Regions from separate parts of the Mus musculus genome. Here all the other regions are linked to region 3. The links are chromatin contacts, called in public Hi-C and Micro-C maps. All regions are on one chromosome and are shown on one strand. Each heading gives the region's core, a stretch centred on a gene start, on an enhancer-like site or on the middle of the called end of the contact. The rest is flanking DNA. Distances are from core to core; before and after follow the strand shown.

Region 1 (4,506 bases), core at 1,695-4,194, about 10 Mb after region 3:
GAGAAAGACTGGTGGGTGTGGGGGCGCTCAACGTTTGCACTTCTCAATTGCTTTATAGTTTAATTACCCTGAAGAAACTTTTCTTCTGGGGCAGAGGCTCTGGGGGCTTTTCAAGGTGGGTTCGAGGTCCCCACTCTGGCTTTTTAGTCTTACTCCCCCCTCCACATCCACCCTCTTAAACTTTATGGCACTTTTAATGTATCTGAACCCCCTATTCTGGTTCTAGTTACCAGAGAAGGGGCTCCTCCTTTATGGCCCCTGCAGATTCAGGGCTGTCTAGTCCCCCCTCGCCCCCCCCCCCGCTGACCGCGTCTTCCGCGCTCCCCCTCCCGCCCCCGCATAAGGGTCCCCTGCCCTTATTATCCTGGTCTCCTAGGCTGGTTCACGAATCTTCCAACCTTCTCTGTCTCTTCCCCCTCCCCCACCCTCCCCTCTGTCTCGCCCTTTTCCCCCATTCCCAGCAGCCGCCGGACGCAGGCGAGGCCGCCAGACCTACAGTCGCTACCAGACCCTGGAGCTGGAGAAGGAGTTCCTATTTAATCCCTATCTGACTCGCAAGCGGAGGATCGAGGTATCGCACGCGCTGGGACTGACAGAGAGACAGGTCAAAATCTGGTTCCAGAATCGGAGAATGAAGTGGAAAAAGGAGAACAACAAAGACAAGTTTCCCAGCAGTAAATGCGAGCAGGAGGAGCTGGAGAAAGAGAAGCTGGAGCGGGCACCAGAGACCGCCGAGCAGGGCGATGCGCAGAAGGGTGACAAGAAGTAGGCTCCAGCTGGGACTGCTCGGGCCCGGACTAGCCCGCACGTCCGCCGGTCCCCCCCGCGACCACGCCGCCGCCGCCCGCCCCCCGCCTCCGAGAGCTCCGGCCCCGCGAGCGGAGCCAGGAGCTGGGCCTCCCACAGCAGCGTCCCCCGCCGCGCCAGTCCCCGCTAGTGGTAGTATCTCGTAATAGCTTCTGTGTGTGAGCTACCGTGGATCTCCTTCCCTTCTCTTGGGGGTCCGGGGGGAAAAAAAGAAAAGGATTTTAAGCAAGGACTCCCTCGTCCTGCGAGGGTGATCGACTGCGGCCTGGCAGAACCCCCTCGCCCCCGCCCCATGTAAAAAAGCCTCCTTGTGCAATGGTCTGTTTCCTTTGAACGTGCTTCTTTGTAATGACCGAGGTACCGATTTCTGCTAAGTTTTCCCAACAACATGAAACTGCCTATTCACGCCGTAATTCTTTCTGTCTCCCGCTCACTTTCTCTCTTTCTCTCGCTCTCTTTCTCTCACCGCGTCCCCATCTTTCCTCGCAACCCCCTCTCCCCGCTGCCCTCCCTAGCTGGCTTTCTCTCTTGCTTCTCTCTTTTCCTCCTGTCCCCCCACCCCCACCCCCTTTGGTTTGACAATTTTGTCTTAAGTGTTTCTCAAAAGAGATTACTTTAGTTAGCATGCGCGCTGTGAGCATTGTTAAAAGTGTTCTTAGGTTTACTGTGAAGAGAATGTATCCTGTATCTGTGAATTGCTTTATGGGGGGGAGGGAGGGCTAATTATATATTTTGTTGTTCCTCTATACTTTGTTCTGTTGTCTGCGCCTGAAAAGGGCGGAAGAGTTACAATAAAGTTTACAAGCGAGAACCCGAGACTGGCCCGGGCCGCCGCTCCTCATTCGCTCCTAGGCGCCTTGCAGGGCTGGGGGTGGGGGGGAGCTGGTCAGCAGGCTCCTGGGCTGGCCTAGGCTAGGTCGCTGAGAGGAGGGGGCGGGGGCGGGGGCTGGAAGCAGGTGGTGCGAGTCCCTGGGCCCAGGGGCGCAGGGGGTGAGGGAGGCGGCTGAACGTGATTGGAGGAGAGAGGATCGAGGGAGGGGAGCCAAGAGAAACCCCCTCCCCTTGCATTCTGAGGCTGAAGGACCAGGGAGACTCCAGCGCCCAGGCCGCTCTTGGGAAGAGATCTACCCAGGCTGGTGGCTAGTGTCCCCCGCCGCTTTTCTCTTTGTTTCCGTGTGTGTGTGTGTGTGTGTGTGTGTGTGTGTGTGTGTGTGTGTGTGTTTGGGGGGGGGGGTACGGGGGGGTGAGAAAGATGCAGCGCAAGACTTCTGAGTTTCTATTTCCATTTTTTCCTTGGACTCAGGTTGGGGAAACAGGAGCAGAGGGAAGCGGTTCCTCCCTACCTCCCCTCTCTGGGACGTCGTCACTTTCTCCCAGTTTCTAGGCCTCGGCTTGCCGCAGCCTTCCTTCCTTCGTTGCTTCTGCCTTCCTGGCAGCCACGCTCCAGTGAGTGAGGCATCCGCCTTCCGGAACCGGGAAAGCAGCGAGCCGGACCCAAGCCTCCTTCCTCCCTTCCTTTTTCTCCCAGCCCCCATTCCATTCTTTTTAAATTTTGTATATCTTTTTATTGTCATCAGAAATCTCAGCGTCCAACGCCTTATTGGGTTGGATCTCTGCCTTAGGGACGCCTTGGTCACATCTAGTTACTACAACTGGGGCACTAAGACAACCGGGAGGCCAGGCTCGCCTCCTCTTGGGAGAAGAGCAGCAGCTCGGATGAATTAACCCAAATTAATAAATATTCGGCCAGCACCCACCCACCAAGTTGCGAACATTCAATCCCTGCGTCTCTCTCGCTCTGTAACCGGCTGGGGGAAATGGGTGGGGGATGACAACACGGTTCCCTCAGAGGTTATTTATTTTCTCTTCCACTCAATTCCTTCTTCCCCAAATCTCGCCTGCAAGCTGCCTCCAGCCCGCGGGGGTCGACAGCGGCCCTTAAGCCCCCAGCCCCAATCCGCAGAGCTCGGCCTTCCCATTCATTATTGATCATATTTTATAAATCCAACGCCACACAATTTTTTCCACATTACTGGGAGCCTCCGGGAGGCCGTCATACCATTGGCCGAGGGGATATCACGTGGGCCGGGGTCACGTGGTCAGAAGAGGAAAAAGGGGGTCCTTTTGGTGTAAATCTGGACTCTAATTCTGTAATATATCAAGGAATCTCGTAAAACCGACACTAAAACGTCCCCGACTACAAATCATCCGGCCAAATTATGAGTTCATTGTATTATGCGAATGCTTTATTTTCTAAATATCCAGCCGCAAGTTCGGTTTTCGCTCCAGGAGCCTTCCCCGAACAAACTTCTTGCGCCTTTGCTTCCAACCCCCAGCGCCCGGGCTATGGAGCAGGTCCGGGCGCTCCTTTCTCCGCCTCGGTGCAGGGTCTGTACTCCGGCGGGGGGGCCATGGCGGGCCAGAGCGCGGCTGGCGTCTATGCGGCCGGCTACGGGCTCGAACCGAGTTCCTTCAACATGCACTGCGCGCCCTTTGAGCAGAACCTCTCCGGGGTGTGTCCGGGCGACCCCGCCAAGGCGGCTGGCGCCAAGGAGCAGAGGGACTCGGACTTGGCGGCCGAGAGTAACTTCCGGATCTACCCCTGGATGCGAAGCTCAGGTAAAGCCGCGCTCTGAGCGGTCCCGAGCCGCAGTGTCCGGGCCACGGTCCCCAGAAGGGCTCCCTTCCGGCCAGGGCACCCTTCTCTGTGTCCAGGTTATTCCCGGCTGCAGATCGGCCATTGCCACGCCGTTTAAGTCTGGGCTGGGACCACGCGCGCCACCCCCACTCCCAGTTTTGCTCAGTGCTCTCAGGCCCTAGCGGATCTCTTTTTGCCGACGCCACAGAGCTCAAAGCCCCCAGCCCGCCCCCAACCCTTCCTCCCGGCCTTTTAGCTTTAAATATTTATCAGCAGCGCCGGCACGGGCTGGAGACGAGGCCGTTTGTCTTGCCTAGAAAGGCTGGGGTTTGCAGAGAATAGCCATTAGGGTCTTTCTCTTCTCTCTCCCCCCTTCCCTGCCTGAGAGCTCAGTTCTGGGTGTGTCCCCCCAGCCCTAGCTTGGGCAAGATATGGAGGAGGGGGCCATGGCGCTAAGCGATTCTCCCCTCCCCCTTCCTTTCTAGCCAACCCCGCTCCCCCATTATTCCCATCAGGACAATTAGAGGTGGGCTCTAGAGGCCTGGTGGGATGGGGGAGAGGAAACAGAAGAGATGAGGACCCAGACAGGGACACAGAGTCAAAGAGTGGTGAAGGAGTTAGTCTGAGACCCAGAGCGATGAGTCTACTGACCCCCACCTCCTGATGGACTTAGAAGGCCCGTCAGCTCCCCAGGAGAGCATAGGTTGTTTGTTATTTTTTTTTTCCAGGTGTCTTTCCAAGGGCTCTGTGGGCCCCTGAGGAACAGCCAAGTTTGGTGGTATCACTCCAGAAAGATGACTCTCCTCTTGGGGAGGGCTAGGACTCTTCAGAACCAAATCAAGATTTAGGGAGTGCACGATGCTTTAAGAACCATAGGTTTTCTTCCCTCAGGTCTCCTTCACAGCTTCCTCGCACACCTTTTACATTTCCCCGAGGCAGGTGGGCTTGGGAGCCAACTCCAAGGCTCAGAAGACCCAACCGGGCCAGAGACTCCTATACTCATGGGCTTGGGGGCCACGAGGAAACCATTTCTTGACTATTGTTCTTCACGGTTCCTGTTA
Region 2 (4,425 bases), core at 378-2,877, about 10 Mb after region 3:
ACAATGTCTGTTGGGAGTGATACACAGTATACTACAGGCCTCCATTCTGGCTTTCATAGGCCCTTTCCCACAAAGTGACTCAAGTTCAAGTTTAGGCTTTGGCTGAGCCGGACTCAGCTCAAGGGGTTCGATTCTTTATTACAAACAAACTCTTGATGTAGAATAGAAAAGTTCAAATTTTCTGCCGGGGTGAGGGGAAACCTGAGAGAAAACTAGAAGACACAAAGGGATTTCATGTGAAAGTGATACAGGAAAGAAACAAAAAACAAAAAACAAACCAACTTTAAGGGCAGATTTGTGAAACAAGCCATTTGAATCTACAGCACAATAGGCCCCAACAGAGGGCCTCGGACAATTCTAGCAGTTGGGGTAGTTCACTCTCTCTCTCCTCCTCTTTAACTTCCAAGGAAATTTAAAGAGGCAGCTAGGGGGTCCTGAGCTTTCTAGTCCCTCAGTCCTGTGGAAGTGTGCTGGGGCCAGGGTTCGGTTCCTGGACTTTCCGGCCTAGAGAGCGGCACCAAAGAGCAGAAAGGCCCCCACACAGACCAAGCTCCTGCAATCTTGGGACCCAGGATCCCCACAGGTGGGGATGGCCACGAAACCAGCCTTGGCTCCCCCAGACTGCAGATTCCAGAAAAAGGGATACAATCTTGACCCCCCCTTCCCATTTGTGATGTTTCAACCTCTCCCTCTCTCCCTCTCCCTTTTTTCCTCTCTTCCTTTCTCCTCCCTCTCTGCCTACCCCCCCCCCCCCCGCCAGCCTTCCTTTTCCACACCGAGTCTATTCCTTCAAGTAAAGCCCCTGTACGCCTGTGTCTCTTGGTCTCTTTCTCCACCCTTAAACGGAAATCCAGACCCCCTTCCCAGACATTGGCTCTATTTCCCCTTCAGATCCGGACACTGCGTTCCCTGAGCCAAGCACTGCACGTTTTCAACGTTCCTTCGTGTCCCCCGCCCCTTGGCTCCGCCTCATCCCCATTGGGGCCTCCGGGCTTTCAGTGTTGTGACTAGGCAGGGTCCTTGGGGGACAGACCTGGAAGGCACTTGCCTGGGCGCAGTGTATTAGGGACAGAAAGGATATCTACAATGAGCTACGGTGGCTAGTACCCAGCCTCCAAGCACAGAGCTCCCTGACGCCTACAGTTCTCATTCCCATCTCAGAAGCATTCCCGGGTTCTCCTTTGAGGCAGCCCGAAGTGGCCTCCCAGCCCTTCCCCCGACTCCCCTCATCCCCAGGAGATGGACACTTTATTGGGAGAGCTTTTTATTCTCTCGTTAAACCTGCCAAAGCGCAGAAGACTGGGAGCCAGGAAGAGAGAGAGAGAGAGAGAGAGAGAGAGAGAGCGCAGGCAGAGACCCGAGACAGCAGGCAGAAGCAGAGACACATATAGAGACAGAGACACAGAACACATACAGATAAAGACAGAGACACACATACAAAAAGAAAAAGAGACAGGCGGAGAGGAAGAGAAGGGAAGAGAGGAGGCGGAGCCGGGCTCCCCGTCCCTTCTCCCCCTGCAATTTCTGCGGGAGGATTTTATGAGCCTCTCTCCCCCAGGCCACAGCCAATCAGCGCTCATGCCCGGGCTCTTGCGTCTCTTGCGTCAAGACGGCCCAGCCAGGCGAATGCAGGCGCCGTTCGAGCTGGGAGCGATTTAAAACGCTTAGGATTCCCTGGGCCTGGGTGGGGAGAGACAGCTTGCTGCCCCCTAGAACCCTCACCCTCGGCTCCCCATGAGCCGATCATTGGCTCCATGGAGCCCGGCAATTATGCCACCTTGGACGGGGCCAAGGATATCGAAGGCTTGCTGGGAGCTGGAGGGGGTCGGAATCTAGTCTCCCACTCCTCCCCACTGGCTAGCCATCCCGCGGCTCCAACGCTGATGCCAACTGTCAACTATGCCCCCCTGGATCTGCCAGGCTCTGCAGAGCCACCAAAGCAGTGCCACCCTTGTCCTGGGGTGCCTCAGGGGGCATCTCCAGCTCCTGTGCCTTATGGCTACTTTGGAGGCGGGTACTACTCTTGCCGAGTATCCAGGAGCTCCCTGAAACCCTGTGCCCAGACGGCCGCCCTGGCTACCTACCCTTCGGAAACTCCTGCACCTGGGGAGGAGTATCCCAGCCGTCCCACCGAGTTTGCCTTCTATCCGGGCTACCCGGGACCATACCAGCCTATGGCCAGTTACCTGGATGTGTCTGTGGTGCAGACCCTGGGAGCCCCCGGAGAGCCTCGCCACGATTCTCTGCTTCCCGTGGACAGTTACCAGCCCTGGGCCCTGGCCGGTGGCTGGAACAGCCAGATGTGTTGCCAAGGTGAACAGAACCCACCAGGTCCATTCTGGAAAGCAGCGTTTGCAGGTAAGTTCTACTCTGGCTCCCCTTGGCTCAGCATGGGCTACGCTGGCACTTGCTGGGAAGGAGGAAGAGGAGAGGAAGGGAAACTTCGGGCTGATGAGGAGGGGCCTAGGGTTCCTGGGTTATTTACTAGGACTGTGAGGGAGGGTCCAGGCAACAAGAGGGCCTCAGAGGGTCAGAATAAGGGGCCTCAGCAGGGTGCTAGCCTTCCTGACTTCTCCAGGAGGCTCTAGGACCAGTCTTTGAATATGTCGGGAGAACCTTGGATCTCTGCTGTTGATTGGGGGCAAAGAGTCCCTACCCAGCACAATCCCAGACTAATTCTGCCCAAAGGCCAAATGACATAATCCAGTGGTCTCGAGAGTGGCATTGAGAGGTGGGATCGGAGATATTGGGTGTTTCCTCGAGAATATAACCCTTTCCTTTTTTTAGGTCAATTTCGAAAGGAAAATTTAGGTTTTCTTTGACTGAGGGTGTATTGAAGGGTGTGTTCGTGAGTGTGCGTGTAAGTGTGTGTGCATGGTGTTTGTGTGTGTATGTGTGTGTTGGGTAGGGAACAGAACCCTGTTTTCTCATGTACATAATTTGCCAGTTTGGAGGAGTGGCTGAATCCGAACACGCATGTGAAAGTGGATTGTGTGATTGTGGACAAAAACCTGACAGGGTGGGTGTGTTTGCAGACTCCTGGTGTGAGGTCAGTGATGGTGGGGGTGGCCAGTAGGAGCAGAGGCTGAGTGAGTGGCTATCAGAGAATCAGGCAGAATCTAGGGCTGTGTGCTTTGAGGGAGCCGGGCCCACACATAGGATGATCAGGAAGCGCCTGCAGGATGACGTAGCCCTGAGGCGTGCAGGGCCTGGGTCTGCGCTTGATCTTGCGCTAGAGAGGGGACTAAGATGCCTTTTCTTCCCTCTCTTTTTCCACCACACAGAGCCCAGTGTCCAGCACCCTCCTCCCGACGGCTGTGCCTTCCGCCGAGGCCGCAAAAAACGCATTCCCTATAGCAAGGGGCAGTTGCGGGAGTTGGAGCGGGAGTATGCAGCCAACAAGTTTATCACTAAGGACAAGAGGCGCAAGATCTCGGCAGCCACCAGCCTCTCTGAACGCCAGATTACCATCTGGTTTCAGAACCGCCGGGTCAAGGAGAAGAAGGTTCTTGCCAAGGTCAAGACCAGCACTACCCCGTGAGCACCAGAGGGGATGGGCAGGGGAAGAGGGCTTGTCCTGGAGAACTGGGAGCCTGCCAGGGCCAGGACTGGCAGAGGACTCGGCTGAGGGACCCCAAGAGATGACACCTTTAGCAGGCTTCTGAGTTCTGGACTGTTCCTCGGGGCTATCCTGCATGTGCCGGGAGCGGGAGGCTCCTCCATCACGGTTCTGAAGAACCTGTATCAGTCATAATCATTCATCTGGACCGTGGTGATAATCTCATAACCAGTACTAGTTGTCATGATAATTAGCCTCATATTTTCTATCTAGAGCTCTGTTGAGCACTTAGAAATCGCTTTCATGAGTTGAGCTGATTGTGAATAAATTCGGAAGACGATCTTGTAGGACAGTTTCCTCTCAGATTCCTTTCCATGTACACTCAGTGTGCCCCCCTTCTAGTGGTGGAGGGGAGAGAGAATGGGGTGGGGGGACAAAGGTAGATTCATCCTTCTAAGGTGCCCATACCCACTTGGCATTTTTCTGAGATGATACCAGGGCAGGATAGACCAGTTAGAGAGTGCTTCTCCCTCCTCCCTGCCCACCTTCTCCTGTGGTCTCCTTCCTCCTGGACAACCTCCTAGGCTATACACAATGGGAAGCCCCCATCCCAAATGCTGAGATATTATAGTGAAGTGAAACCAGTGCCCTGATTGGGTCAGAACCCACCAGGAAGTGAATACCAAGGAAGGACTTACAGACTTGGCAAGACAGTTACTTGGGCACTTTCTTAAACTCTGCTTCTCTTGGCAAATGATCGATTTGGCCTATCCCGGTTGTTCTGACCCAGTTGGATTAGGGTTTGTTGGGCATTTAGGAGCCACGTGCAGTAGTCACATGTGGCCTTGTCAGGACTCCTTCCAGGC
Region 3 (4,275 bases), core at 422-2,921:
CTGGAGGAGCCACATCCTGTCTGAATTGGAAGCAGTGCAAAGCTGCAATGGATCTCTCACCGGCTGCGAACACCGCGAAGCTAGAGCTGAAGGTTCACTGTGGGCAGAGAAAAGAGTGAGAAAAGCGACCTAGGAGTAAGGTCCTGAAGAAAAACCCAGTGGGGCAGGCGCGCACAGGGTTATGAAGAATTACAAGCGCCTGGTGTTGGCTCAGATGTATAGGAAAAAAGGTCGTGGAGGCCAAACGACTCCTGCTGGTCTCAACCCCGTACTGCCGGGGGCAACTAGCTTTTAAACGCCTTTCTGGGCGGTCAGCTACCAAGTGCCTGAAGACCTGGTGTATGCAGCGGAGGGGCAAGCTGCCTGGGCCACTTACGTGGTAGGTGCCTACCACGGGGACATAGGGCTGGAGCGGCAGAATTCGCTTATACTGGTTGGGAGGGTGGGAGTATCCACTGTGGCTAGTTCACACCCTGCTTCCCCTCCCCAACAAGCACAAGGGTGTGAGCCTCAACCCTAAACAGGCAAGTGTATGATCGTTTTACTCTGGGCACACCTGATTATGGTTTTACACACACACACACACAGAGAGAGAGAGAGAGAGAGAGAAAGAGAGAGAGAGAGAGAGAGAGAGAGAGAGAGAGAGAGAGAGAGAGAGAGAGAGAGAGAGAGAGGAAGATGCATTGGGGCTGTTGCCAGAGAGATAACGAAGACTGATCGTCGAAGGGGGTGTTCACACTTGCTGGCAAACACCTCGATTCCCATCCGCATTACTCAGCTTTCCTGAACTAGGGAGCCTTGAGCTTCCAAGGGACGGAAACAATCTCTAGAGAAGTGACTGAGAAGAAAAGATGCCAGAGTTTAGGAAGAGATAGATGGGCTTGCATCTCCAGTACCGGATGCGGCGAAAATTCCTTCTGGCGCGTGTGGAGAATCTGAGTTCTAGGATCAACTAGCGCGGCACCGCCTTGGGCTCTGTAGAAGGTGCGCTCACCTACCTGGTCCCAAGGATCCATTTTCCTACTCGCCAGAAGGTTTTGGCTTAGTGACCTGACACAGACCTTCTTTAGGCTAAATGCCCGGCCCTTCTGGAACCCCAGGTTCCTGAGTCTACGAGGGGAGGAGCAGGTGGGGGTGGGGACCCTTCGTTTCCCCAGCGCAAGGCGGCGTCCCGTTCCCGCCCGTGCCGGCCCCATCAGGGTTCTGCCATGGCTCCCCACTCACCGGCTCCGGACACCTGATTCGGCTCCGGGACCTCGGCCGCCCGAGCCTCCTGATTTGCCCGCCCACCGGCCTCGCTTTCCAGTGCCCGCAGCCTCCCTCTGAAGTGCATGGACCCGGGGCGGTGACCGGGAGTGGGGTGGGAGGCCAGGCTGGGTCGCAGGCAAGAGCGGCCGGGCCTCCCGGCGCGGGAGGGAAAGGGCGCCCCCTCTCCTCTCCGGAACGTGTCAATGCTTTGCACTTGGGGCCGGCATGCGGCTAGGGGGTCCTTCCCCAAGGCCCCGGGACCCGGGCGCCCCCTGCCTCAGGCCCTTACGGCGGGTCAGATCGGTCCTCTGCGCTTTCCAGCCCTCGCCCAGGCAGCGGCGGGCGCGGGCGGCGAGGTGGGGGCCAGGCCAGGGGGAGGGGTCTCGGGGCCCGCTGGCCCGTCATTGGTTAATATTTTATTCTGTTGACATGTTTTCTTACTGCTGAGGCTTCCGACACCTTCTCCCTGGCCTCCCCTCCCGTCCAGAGCTTGGCCTGAGCTGTCAAAACCCCGCCCCCGGAGACCCACAATTGGTCCAAAAAGCGTAAAATCAGCAATCAAGGGGGGCCTGGCTCGTTAGCGCAGGGGATCCGAACAGGGCAGGACATGTGAGATAGTCACAGTTTTCCAGAGATCAGGACAAGATCTAACCAGTCGCGCGTGGTCCCCGGCGCCGGAGCCGGCCAGCCCAGCCCAGCCCAGCCCAGCCCAGCCCCGCGCAGCGCCCCCTCCGCCCCCGCGTCCAGAGCCCTGCGCCCCTTGAGGTGCGCGGGACGGGGAGCCGGGAGAAGCCGCTGCCGCGCCCGCCGCCCGGGCCGTCCGTCCTCCGCGCGCGCCGCCGCCCGGGCCGGGGGTCCGAGGCGCGCGCCCCCGGCCCCGGCCCCGGCTCCCAGGAGCCTGGGCCGGATGTCCCGATGAGAGAGCCGGCGCTGGCAGCCAGCGCCATGGCTTACCACCCGTTCCACGCGCCACGGCCCGCCGACTTCCCCATGTCCGCCTTCCTGGCGGCAGCGCAGCCCTCCTTCTTCCCGGCGCTAGCGCTGCCGCCCGGCGCGCTAGGCAAGCCTCTGCCGGACCCGGGCCTGGCGGGGGCGGCGGCCGCGGCAGCAGCGGCGGCGGCGGCGGCCGAGGCGGGGCTGCACGTCTCGGCACTCGGCCCGCACCCGCCCGCCGCGCATCTGCGCTCGCTCAAGAGCCTGGAACCCGAGGACGAGGTGGAGGACGACCCCAAGGTGACGCTGGAGGCCAAGGAGCTGTGGGACCAGTTCCACAAGCTGGGCACCGAGATGGTCATCACCAAGTCCGGGAGGTAGGACGGGCCGGGCGGGCGGGCTCGGGGACCGCACAGCACCCACCACCACTGGGTCGATGCTCTCTCGGATTGCCCCCGCTCCGGCCCTGGCGCCACACTCCTTTCCACAGACAAGCAAGCTGACTTTTTTTTTTTTCCGTTTGGCTCCGGAGCGAATTAAAAAAGAAAAAGAAAAGCAAACATCTCTCGATTGAAATAAAACGAAAACACGTTCCTAAAGAATAGTCCCAACTGTTCTGAGTCTCAAAGCCCCGGAGACTCTGGCGGGTCTCCACAGCCCCTTGCGGTCTCACTGTTTTTTTTTTGTTTTGTTTTGTTTTGTTTTGTTTTGTTTTTGTTTTTGTTTTTTCCGTCTCCTGGACGGTCTGGAAGTTCCTAAGAAAAGGGATCTTTCCCGGATTCTCCGCTCTGATCACTGGAGTCCATAGTGGGACTAGCATCCCGCCTCCTGCTAGCTCCAGGCTGACCACTTGGTTCCGGCAGAGAGTTGTCCAGCCCACAGCTAGGCCTTGGAGAGAGTCTTGCTTGTCCTTGGAGCTTGGAGCACTGGACCAGCCACCTCTTGAGGCCTTAAAGCCAGAAGAAAAATAAAATCCCCAATCTTCCCAGCACTCCAGTCTCTGAAAGTCCAGGCCTCAGGTTCACCCTGTTCCCCCGAAATTCTAGGCTAGGGTTCCCTGATTAAGCCTCTAAATCGTTTCTCCCAGACAAAGACCTTGATAGTTTATTTCTTCAAGCCCTGTCCCAAGAGTTTATTTCCTCTCTACGAATTTCAAGGCAATTCAGAAAAGCCTAGTGTATCTCTAAAGGGCCTAGTTTCCTTTCCTGGGCATCAACCCTCATCTTAGATCAGAGTGGAGGAAAGGTCTCCAGACTGAGTGCAAAACGCATCCAAAGCTTTACAAAACAGGCTCTGGCCGGCAGAAATAGGATGTCTTGGGAGTAAGAAGCACAGGCTGGGTCTTTCCAGGTAGCAACACAGCACAAGTGGAGGACATTGTGACAAATTATGTAGATAGGGAAGCTTCAAGTAGGATGTCATGTCATTGTCGGGAAGGTAAAGGGACAAAAAAGAGCCGGGTCCCAATGGCATGTCCCCCTTCCCTCCCTCCGAGGCGGATGTTCCCCCCCTTCAAGGTGCGAGTCAGCGGCCTGGACAAGAAAGCCAAATACATCCTGCTAATGGACATCGTGGCTGCCGATGACTGCCGCTATAAGTTTCACAACTCCCGCTGGATGGTGGCAGGCAAAGCCGACCCCGAGATGCCTAAACGCATGTACATCCACCCGGACAGTCCGGCCACAGGGGAACAGTGGATGGCCAAGCCTGTGGCCTTCCACAAACTGAAGCTGACCAACAACATTTCTGACAAGCATGGCTTTGTGAGTGTGGGCAGGTTGGGAAGGTGTTGAGAGCCCAGGGGCCCCCACAGTCGAGTGGGTAGAAGGAAGCTAGAGGATTTCTAGAGGGGAGCATTAGTTGAACACCCCCCACCCACAGTGCCCCTGTCTGTGGCCCAGGCAAACTGGGCCTAGGCTTCCAGAGCCCTGTTCTGCAAGCCTGAGGAAAAGTATGTCGACTGTTTGTGGAAAGCTCCAGGCTGCTCTCAATCTCAGTTTCTTTCTAACAGAATTTTGAGAGCCCCTCCTAGAATCAAGGGTGAAGCAGGTGCTGTAAGGAATGGGTCAAGCCGCCCGAGTCCTGTGGAGGTCA

The links. A called contact is a pair of places that touch in the nucleus more often than the background predicts.
Region 1: a contact with region 3 is called in a Micro-C map of embryonic stem cells, with 8 times the contacts expected there. The contact joins the promoter of Hoxb7 here to the promoter of Tbx2 in region 3. A contact is called at or near these places in 2 of 39 promoter capture datasets (cranial neural crest and embryonic stem cells) and 1 of 484 Hi-C or Micro-C datasets (embryonic stem cells).
Region 2: a contact with region 3 is called in a Hi-C map of cerebellum, with 4 times the contacts expected there. The contact joins the promoter of Hoxb13 here to the promoter of Tbx2 in region 3.

Annotation. Positions count from the first base shown.
Region 1 is chr11:96,283,702-96,288,207 of GRCm38.p6, forward strand. It overlaps Hoxb7 (homeobox B7), which reads left to right and starts at 2,945. Exons shown (of 2, transcript NM_010460.2): 1 at 2,945-3,426. The coding sequence starts at 3,027. It overlaps Hoxb8 (homeobox B8), which reads left to right. Exons shown (of 2, transcript NM_010461.2): 2 at 462-1,624. The coding sequence ends at 769.
Region 2 is chr11:96,192,689-96,197,113 of GRCm38.p6, forward strand. It overlaps Hoxb13 (homeobox B13), which reads left to right and starts at 1,628. Exons shown (of 2, transcript NM_008267.4): 1 at 1,628-2,358; 2 at 3,285-3,922. The coding sequence starts at 1,755. The coding sequence ends at 3,541.
Region 3 is chr11:85,830,944-85,835,218 of GRCm38.p6, forward strand. Tbx2 (T-box 2) reads left to right here and starts at 1,672. Exons shown (of 7, transcript NM_009324.2): 1 at 1,672-2,558; 2 at 3,677-3,944. The coding sequence starts at 2,164. 2610027K06Rik (RIKEN cDNA 2610027K06 gene) reads right to left here and starts at 1,445. Exons shown (of 5, transcript NR_077059.1): 1 at 1,225-1,445. RefSeq lists a promoter at 1,207-2,197.